Linked DNA regions of Lactuca sativa: region 2 is linked to region 1. Evidence: chromatin contacts called from public Hi-C data. All regions are on one chromosome and are shown on one strand. The core of a region is the stretch at or near the end of the contact, and the rest is flanking DNA. Distances in the headings are between cores, read along the strand shown.

Region 1 (5,013 bases), core at 1,301-3,800:
TGACTTTAAAAAATACCGTTAAATTCATATTTCTTAACATAAACCATGTTGATATTACAATTTATCTATACATATTATACTTTTCATCTAGCAAACTTTAATTCTCTTTTCATTGCTTTTAAGAACAGGAGTTGATATTGGAGTTGGCTAACACTTGCTTTAATTGTCCACTACAAAAAGAATCTATATAGAATCGTATATACCCGTTTTAATATTAGAATATGTTTTGGTTGATACTTATAGTTAGTAGTTGAAAACTGAAATATTTAAGTACGATGAGGATGAGCGTTTGGACTAGGGATGTTATTCGGTTTAGAACAAGACAAAATCACATCGGATCTGAATAAACCGAAAACGGAATAAGACTGATCGGAGAAACCGAAAATCGGAACAATTAAACCAATACGGGTCCGGTTCGCTTCGGATATTAATTAGTTTGATTCGATTGATACCCGAATAAACCGAATAAAACAAAAAAGAACCAAATATTAGTTTAAAAAAAAAGAACTAAATATTAATTAGTTTGATTCGATTAAGGACCAAATAAAACAAAAAAGAACCAAATAAAACCGAAAAGAGTCGGATAAAGTAAATATTAGTTTAAAAAACAACTTTAATACCCTCTTTTTAGGAGCATGTATCTCATTGAATATACAATCAACAATGCATGTAAACTATGTAAACAATATTTTAAATTGTGCACTACAATCCGAAAAAAAGTCGGTCAAATCGGATAAATAACGAAAACGTTAAGACAATTCAAATTTGGCCTAAAATTTTGCAAACATGTTCAAACAAAAAAACTCAGCTTCAATATCCCGTGTTTAGGAGTTTGTATCTCATTGAATATATATAACCAAAAATAACATATAAACAGTTTTAATTTGTGAACTACATATTGGAAAAAAATCAAGCAAATTAGAAATATAATGAAGACACCATGACAATTCAAAGTTGTCATAAAATTTTGCAAACATGCTGAAAGTAATTAAAAAAAACAATGTATAGCTTATTCGGGTTTAGTTCCTTTAGAACCAATTAAGCAGTTATTCAGGTAACCCAAAACGAACTATTCAAGAACCGAATAAACCTAAAACACATCATGTAAGTTTTATTTATATAGAAGTGTTTTTATAAAATCATGTAAATTTCAAAAATATAAAATTATATAAAATGATATCCAAATCAATGCTTAAAATGAAACATAAAAAGACTTAAAATGCTTTTAAAAGTTTTAAATAACTTTTGAATTACAAGTATTTTGTTTTAAAATAAAATTTTGAAATTTGTATCTCAAAATTTTGTTATTTAACTCAATTTAAGAAATAATAATAACTAAAACATTCTAAAAGTTATTCACAAAATATGTCCTCCTTAATGTTTTTTAGTGTCTACTAATCAATTTTAGCGTTACTATTTTTTGGAAAAGTATATTATCATTTTTTATTTGAAAATGTAATGTTAATATTTAAATCTAAAGATACAATTATATTTTCTCATTCTTTGTAGTTAATACATGAATAATCTGTGTTGATGATTTTAGTGTTATCTGATTTTATGTGATTGAAACTATCATGTAAGCCAATGGGCTTATTGTTTGTATTTTATATTATATGTTTGGTGAATACGAAGTACATACATATATAAAATCGAATTATAAGCCGGTACGACAGCCCCTTGTAGGGTCGTAGAGGCAGAGCCCCTGACGATGGTCCCTAATCTAGTGGGTGATTATAGTAAGATTGTCAAATCTTGTTAGTTTTGGAAACCATTAATTATATCATTAATTTTGAGATTTGTCTAACTAATTTAGAAGATTAAACCATAATTTGTTATGTATATATACGACTCATCTTTTGAGTCGTAGACAGAACCTTTTCTTTAACTTTTTTTCTTTTTAAATGAACTCAGAATTCTTTGACTATTTGTAAACCTACACGATCCATAAGTGAAAATAATATCGGTTCGAAAAGTAAACATACACGATCCATAAGAAATCCGGTTATCCACTATCACGATACTCATATATCCCCCAACATTATGAGATTGTTTGCATGTTTAATCCTTCAATCGTCTGAAATCAACTTCATATGATAATCTTAAATTGATTTGAGCGAGAAATACATGATTTTAAAAATCGACTTCTGATACCAGAAAGGGTTACGGTGAAGATGGCAAGGCTTCCGGCCAAACCCGTCATCAAGTGGTTCTCAATCAAATCCATGTCGGTCAAACCCACCGTCTCAAACCATTTCATATTCTTTTCTAGTAAGCTTTCGACACCGAATGAATAACCACATAAAAAATTAAAACAACAAAAACAACTATACAATAATTTTATAGTTATCCTCAATGATATATTTGAACCACGAAAATCAATCATGATATTTTGTAAACCTTCTTATCATTGATGTTTGATGATTTACTCCTAACTTGATAATCCTATAGATGAGATATAAAACCGACATGGTTTACTTTAAAATTTTCATTTAATAATATTTAATACATTATAAGATCCGCAGGGTGGGGGAGTATGCTATAAAAAACGACATTCACTGCCCTTCCACACTCCCATAGTCTCATCCAACCAAAAGGAATCCCACCTCAGGCTCAACTGTTCTTCCCCTTCTTCCTCTATATTTTCAACTCCTTCCATTACCACAATCTCAATCTTTATACCATAGGAAAACGAATCCTCTTTCAAAATCTGCTTCCTTTCTCACTAATTTTTTTTTATAATCTTTCTGTTCATCTTTTTATAATCGGTTTCTGGCTTCACGTCGGCGAGTTTTGGCTGTGATGGGTGTGAGCACCAGGTGTTCCCATACCTCCCATATCACCGAGATCATCATCACCAGCTTTTTCCGCCACAAGATTTAAACAAAACCCTTCTACAGAATTCGATAATATCAAGTTTTTTATTAACCCAAGATTAAAAGAAAATCGGACCTGCTATCTGATTTTGAAATCCCACAAAAATTTATGGTTGATTGAGTGGTAATTCCTAAGTTCTAGTGGGTGTTCTTTTGGTGTTGAAGCCATGGCCGCTCGAAGCTATCTCTACGGTGGTGCTTCCGGTGGTGAAGCTGAAAGTGGTGGCTCTGTTCTGCTGACAAACAAAAGGGTTCATTGTTCTTCTTCTCTTAACCCTGTTGATTCCTTCTTCGCCTCCCGATCGTCTCCTTTCCAGGGTAAGATAATTGTATCCATGTTGACTTTTTTTATATTCACTTCATTCATGTTGCCTACTTGCAGATCCAATTGTGTGTTGGAAAATATAATTGAAAAGGTGTTTGATTGTTTCATAATGATTTCTTGTGTCCCACTTCTCAAAGTTCTTATCTTCATGATATTTCCACGCCACAATTGAATTCCCTGTTGATTAATCATTTCTATTTGACCTTTTCGTACAATTAATCTGTCTATAACCTGATCAGATGCTCTATGTACCCTGTTTTTCAGAAGATTAATGTTTGTTTGCTCTCTATTGACAAAAATCGACAAAATTTTCGTGTCCCAAGATGAATTAAATGTGGTTTGACTTGCAAGAAGCAAAAATCTTGAATCTTGATGGTTGACTTTTGTGATGAATATTTAATTTGACCGTTAGCTTTGTCGATTTTTCCTGATCTTCATATAGAAAAAAAATCATGATTTAGATAAATTGGATTTCTAGATTTGAAAGTATCCGACGATATAAAAATCTTGGAAGGTTTCTATCGATCATATTTTCGATGTTTCCTTTCAGGTTCTCGATCAATGGTTAGCTTTGAAGATAGAGGGAATGGATCCGGTGGGCAATTTTTTCAGTCATTTGATCATGAAGACAATGGAGATGATGAATACGATGAATACTTTCAGCAGCCTGAGAAGAAAAGACGGCTCACGGTTGACCAAGTACGGTTCTTGGAGAAAAGTTTTGAATTAGATAACAAACTGGAGCCAGACCGAAAGATTCAGCTAGCCAAAGAACTCGGTTTGCAGCCCAGGCAGGTTGCCATCTGGTTTCAAAACCGACGTGCACGTTGGAAGACTAAACAACTAGAGAAAGACTACGATGATTTGCAGGAAAGCTACAATAAACTCAAAGCCAACTATGAGAATCTTCTTAAAGAGAAGGAAAAACTAAAATCCAAGGTAATAAACTAAAACATCAATTACATAATTTTAGCCACAAGGCGTATGTAGTACAAATGGTTCTGCAGAAGTTTCAATTTCAACCTGGATTATCACGGCTGTGTTTAAGATTTACATCTCACATGATATTCATCAGGGTTGCCGGTAGAAAAACACTTTTTTTTTCTTCAGAAACATCATTTTCATGATTTCTGAGTTCATGCAAAAACATTATTTTTCTAGCAACCCTAAGCTGACCCACATTGTCATATCGTAAAAACATGATCATGTGAGATGTAAATGAGATACACAAATAGTTGGCAAAAGAATGCAATGCTCACAACCCGAGTCGAATTTTGTTTATAGGTCGGTGAATTAAGTGATAAGCTGATGATTCAAGAGAAAGGAACCTCGGATGCATCGAGTACTAAAAGCCCGTGTGAGCCACAACTGTGTGAACTGGTACTTGAGGAAGATTTATCGAAGAACCTGAACCTGACGTGCGGGCCCGAAGGAGATTTAAACGTGGTGTTTGAAAGAGGCGATTCATCTTATGTATTTGAACAAGAACAAAGTGACGGGTCGTTGGATGAAGAAAATGATAACTTTGGGAAGATGTTTCTACCATCAATGGACGGTTACACATCGCCAAAGATCGAGAATGTGGACCCACATGCGGTGAACTCTTATTATCTTGGGCTTGCCGGAGATGATCAAGCATTTGGTTTTTGGTCTTACTGAATCAACTCAGTGGGGGCATAATTCGGTTGTTATTGAGGTTCCAGTAACTCTGGAAGGGAAATAATCGCCCGAATCGAGGAGAATTGGTGTTGGTTTGTTTTTGTCTGTTGTCTTCTATATTTTTAAAGTTTGTGTTGTCTGGTTTTACCTTTTATA
Region 2 (5,445 bases), core at 2,308-4,807, 240 kb after region 1:
TTAAAAAAAAAAATATAAAGATTTCAATTATATAGATGCTTCTGCGCAACGCATGGACATTCACCCGATATATATATAAATTTTAAACCCTTAAAGATATAAACGTTGGACGGTATTTAAACCCTTAAAGATATAAACCTTGAACTACCGTCCAGATTGCCCATAGTTATCGTCAGCGCTAAGCCTAAATTTGACGATCATGAAGAAGATGGACCAAAGATAGTGAAGTTGATCCAAAGTCCCAAATCACTGATTGTCTGATTTAAACAGTAGGTTTTAGTAAAGCCCAATACTTTATTTATATTTGCGTGTTCAAATTTTGTCAACCCATTTACCAGAACCAAATATAGACACGTTTTATAATGATGTACAAACTTGATTACAGGATTTACAAGTCACCATATCCATCACCCCTAAAAATGATTTACCATTCATCTCATTTGAGAAAAAAAAAAAATCACAAACACATGTTTGACTTCGTATTTCCCTCTTTTCAACACGAAACCAGTTTTCCCCAAAATTGTAAGCCCCATAACTTTGCTTAGAACTTAACATTGTCTTTCAAGTAACACACCACTTCTTGCTGCCAAAATTGCAATCAAAACTTCGATTAAAGACAAATCATGGGGTATCATTTGTGATAAAATGCTTTCAAGACCACAATGTGAAACTTACAATCAAACAGAGAACAAGGCATCCAGCTACACCAGGAAACAAAGCATACCAAAACTTCAAGTGATGAAATTTTGGCCCATCGATAAATAACAATGGCAAACTCGCAGCTATATTGTCACATGAACAATTTAACATAAGCGTCTTGTTTTTAGTTAAGTTTTTGTTTGTTATACAGACATGACTGTACAAATTTTACAGAGCTATTTTCACGTCTTTTGCATCCAAGATAAATCCCTAGCCTATATCTTAGGTGTGTTTTTGTCTTAATCAAATTCAGACAACTAGTTCTGTCATGTATTTATGTATAAACAGGTCTAAATAACAAAAATGGGCATTAAATGTTTACCAGGTGGATGAACTGAACGAGTATATATCATGAAGGCTAGGGATGCAGAAAGGGCAGTGCTGCGAGCGAGCCAACCGGGTCCGAAAAATGAGAAGGCTAATACACCAATTGCTGCACAACCCATTTGAGCCATAAACATATTGTACTTCTGCAAGTTTTGATTTCAAAAAAGAAATTGCGTTTGAGTTTTTTCTCCATTTTATTTTTTTTGGAAAAAATCAAAAGTTTATAAATATTATAAAGATAGAATGCGTCTATGGTTTCATCTTAATAATATTTATAAACTTTTGATCTCTAAAGAGATCGATATAAAATTATATTAATACAAATTATATTATTGCTATAGAGTGAAATTACAAAATTTTATATACATGTGACTGGCTGGTTCCAACAAATCATAGATCTGATTCAGATTTATTTAACATAAAAGTTGATCAATATAACTTTATTATCGCTATAGAACGAAATTGCATAACTTTATATACATGTGACTGGCTGGTTGTAACGAATTATAGTAATAATATCTTCTTATTTTGGATCTAAACTCCTATTTATTTTATATTAAAACTTAATGAAATATTTTATTTTATTAATGTATAATGTTAAAATCAAAATTACATAATTTTAAACATGTGACCAAGAGTGGATCGACATAAAAGTCAATAACACATGTGCAAATTATTAGAAATTTTACTATAATAGTACATATGTTGATCGAAGATCTTATAACAGTACATATGTCGAGCCTAAGGAAATTTAACAAATGCATGAATCTATTTTAAATCTTATGTCGACTCTTTTAATGTAAAGTTTTATTAATCTGACCTAATTAATATTATTTATATGAAACTTTCAAGATGGATTCCCAAGGATTCGACAGGTAACAGATTCTACGGGCACATTTTCTTTTCTTCGCATGGTCTCCACTTGCACGTGAATATTAACGTTTTAATATCAGGGTAAATTAATGATATTTATATAGTAACATTTTTCTGTTTGTGGTAGAATTATTTTCGTGTTTGGTCAGTTATTGTATTTATAGAAATATTTATATTTTTGGATAGAATCGGTCTACCGATTCAAGTGTTTTTCTGTTTCTCTGTTTGTTTGTGGTAATTATAATTTAAATTATTAATGATATGTAATCTTTTTGAATCCATATATGTTATGCAACCGGTTTTCTTGAGTTATCTCATATCTGGTTGTAAAATACTAATGTAACCAAATTCGGGAAATATAACGATTTTAATAAACGCAACCGGTCTAGAGATAATCCAATCATCCAATGGGCTTTTTATTTCTAGAATTACCATTTAGAAATGGCTTTAAAGACATTTTCAATAAGGTATCCAACATACATGTATTTAGTATATACATGTAGTATGTAGACATGTAGATTAATTAAAGGTATTTTGTACATATGAAATGATTCAATATGTGTTTGGAGAACAGTAGTATTAATACTATGGGTAAACTGTATAAAAGATATATTTTCAAACAATGAAGTTATTTATTTAAGTCTAAATACACGTCAACGACTAACGAGCGTTATATCTGTTATTTTACTTGGTACGTTGTTCATAAACAAATAATACACTCATATTCTGAGAATCGTGTATTAAATACATTACGGGTTTAAAAAGTTTATGAAAAACAATAATTTATAACATGTAAATATCTTAAACATCCAATCAACAAAAATCTTTAAAAAGGCATATAATATTATTATAAAATGTGAAATTCTTCATACATGGAAAGGATATATTCCACTTTAAATTCTTTGTTCCTCTTTAATTCTAAAAATTTAATACACACAAATACTAGTATATAATTCTCCTCGAACTTTAAATTATTTTATGATATGATAACATATATAATAAATTTGATAAATAAAACACAAGGAAAAGTGAGGGATTAATTACCCGAGCACCGGGGGTTGAAGGAGTGGCAAAAAGGACAGCGCAAACAGCTCCAAGTGGTGCTATTGTCATTGCGACTCCCTTTTTAGCCAGCATCTGGTCCATCTTCCCCAACACAGCCATGGCTGCAAATGCACCTGTTGGTTTAAAACGTCATCATTAGTACACCAAATCAAGATCATGATTATACCAATTAACACAATCGATCGAGCCAAGGTAGCGAACCTGCAGATGGCCAAAAGATGTCACTAAGTGAAGGAGCCTTCGAACCCTGATCAGGTTTCCAAGAGTCCCAGTTTAAAGTCCCAGTAGCCAACTTCCCCGTTGCTCTAACTCTAACCCCAACGCCTAATCTGGTTTTTGATTGGGACTCCGAAGTTGCTCTTCTTCTTCTTCTTCTGATGCCGGAGGCTCCGACGAGACTCGGCGGCAGACGCAATCGGAACGGAAATGCATGATGGGTATCTTGGCGGATCCTTACAATATTGGAGATGTATGAAGAAGAAACTGCAGACATTGGAGATGGAGTGAAGGAAACGGTGGGTATGTAGGCGAAAATTTACGGAAACAAATAGGCCTGACAAGTTGAGAGGACAAGTGTATGTGTGTGTTGGCCGTTGAAGGGTTGGAAGAGGCAATTATTTGATGAAGGGGCAACATGAGGCCAGTTTGTTCCCATAGTCAACTTGCTATCTCTCTAAAATATTTTAGGTTGTCTTTTTTCTCTTTTAGGTTCCTCCGTATCCCTTTGTGTCTTTATCATCTCCTCATTTGCCACTGATCTCCTCCATCCTTTCTATAGTAGTACTCCATAAATTGTAATTTTGAAGAATACTATATTATAGAATACTATATAAAATATAGTATTAAAAAAAAAACATTTTCCTTAGGAAACATTTTTATTTTTATCATATTGATTTAAAACCCTTAAATTTTCAACTTCTAATTTTATAAATGTATTAACTTAAATATATTAATAAACATAAAATATTATCATAGGTTGACTTTTTAAATTATCAATATAAATTACTTAATTTGTCAAAAAGATTCAATATTTTAAATATAAACCTAAATCGACATATAATTTTAAAGTATATTAGGTTATATTACAAATAATGCTTGATATTTACATAGTCAACATCATGAAATTTAGAAAAACATAAATAAGTAATTTCTAAATTATGATTAAAATTATGTCATGAGTTTAACTTTATGAATATGATTAATGATTCGGAAAATATGGTGCATCACTATGGACACTTAATTATAGTAGACAACAATTGGAAAAAAGCAAAATTAATACAATGTGAGTTTTTACAACTTAAAAATGATTTATCAATAATGTCATTTATAATGTTGATAATTCCTTCTTTTAATGATACCTATTACATAAAATCTATTATAAATATTATTATATATGAAAAAACGCAAACAAAAAATGAAACAATTAATAAAATATATTGATTTCATGAAACAAACAAATAATAAAACAAATTAATAAAATATATTGATTTCATGTAAAGAGTTCCAATCTTTTATTTTTGATTCTTATTGATTTATTTTCTACTACCATGACTCTTAATGATAATTGTTTAAATGTAGTAACTATTGTCACAAAAAAACTAATTGTCTTTCGAAACTAATTTCTAAAAGAAACTATTTATACCCGTCGCTTGGCGTGGATAAACGGCTAGTAAACATAAAATATTATCATATGTTGACTTTTTAAATTATCAATATAAATTACTTAATTTGTCAAAAAGGTTCAATATTTTAAATATAAACCTAAATCAACATATAATTATAAAGTATATTACGTTATATTACATACAATGCTTGATATTTAAATAGTCAACATTATTGAAATTTAGAAAAACATAAATAAGTAATTTCTAAAATAATTAATCATAACGTTAAAACTAATATTAAATCAAAAAATATATCAATATTTTACTCATGTAGGTTGGAGCAGTGGTTATCGAAGTAAATATAATTGTAATAGATGTTTATTTACTCCCTCCGTCCCAAATTAATTATTCATTTTTGACTTTTGAAATTTTTTTTCTTCAACTTTGACCTTAAATATTTTTATTTGTGTTATATATTACTTGATGAAACTTATAATAATGAAAATACATTTAAAATACAATTCATTCATATACTTTGCATCAACTATTATCTATCAAAAAGAAAAATATTTAAGTTCAAAGTTAAAGAATAAAGACTTCAAAAGTCAAATGTGGAAAATTAATTTGGGACGGAGGTAGTATAATATTGTTCAAAATATTAGAATTTCATATATTAGTTTAGTGTAAAAAAGTATTATTTTATAATTAATTTCATTAACTTAATTATTTTCAATATGTATTTGATTTCAAAAATATAACTACATGTTTTTTGTTCTGTGCAACGTGTAGGAATTCGCCTAATATAATGTCTCATTCTGACGATTTTAGTATGGTTTTGAGACCATTTAATGCAAATAAATGTTTCTAAAGTATTTGG

Evidence for each region. Hi-C and Micro-C count contacts between places; a contact is called where the count stands out from the background.
Region 2: a contact with region 1 is called in a Hi-C map of leaf, with 5 times the contacts expected there. The contact joins the promoter of LOC111887338 here to the promoter of LOC111887350 in region 1. A contact is called at or near these places in 3 of 4 Hi-C or Micro-C datasets (leaf and seed).

Annotation. Positions count from the first base shown.
Region 1 is chr1:13,837,625-13,842,637 of Lsat_Salinas_v11, forward strand. LOC111887350 (homeobox-leucine zipper protein HAT5) reads left to right here and starts at 2,551. Exons shown (of 3, transcript XM_023883519.3): 1 at 2,551-3,191; 2 at 3,749-4,137; 3 at 4,483-5,013. The coding sequence starts at 3,041. The coding sequence ends at 4,857.
Region 2 is chr1:14,076,949-14,082,393 of Lsat_Salinas_v11, forward strand. It overlaps LOC111887338, which reads right to left and starts at 3,558. Exons shown (of 5, transcript XM_023883498.3): 1 at 3,166-3,558; 2 at 2,944-3,077; 3 at 1,022-1,169; 4 at 676-782; 5 at 338-583. The coding sequence starts at 3,457. The coding sequence ends at 542.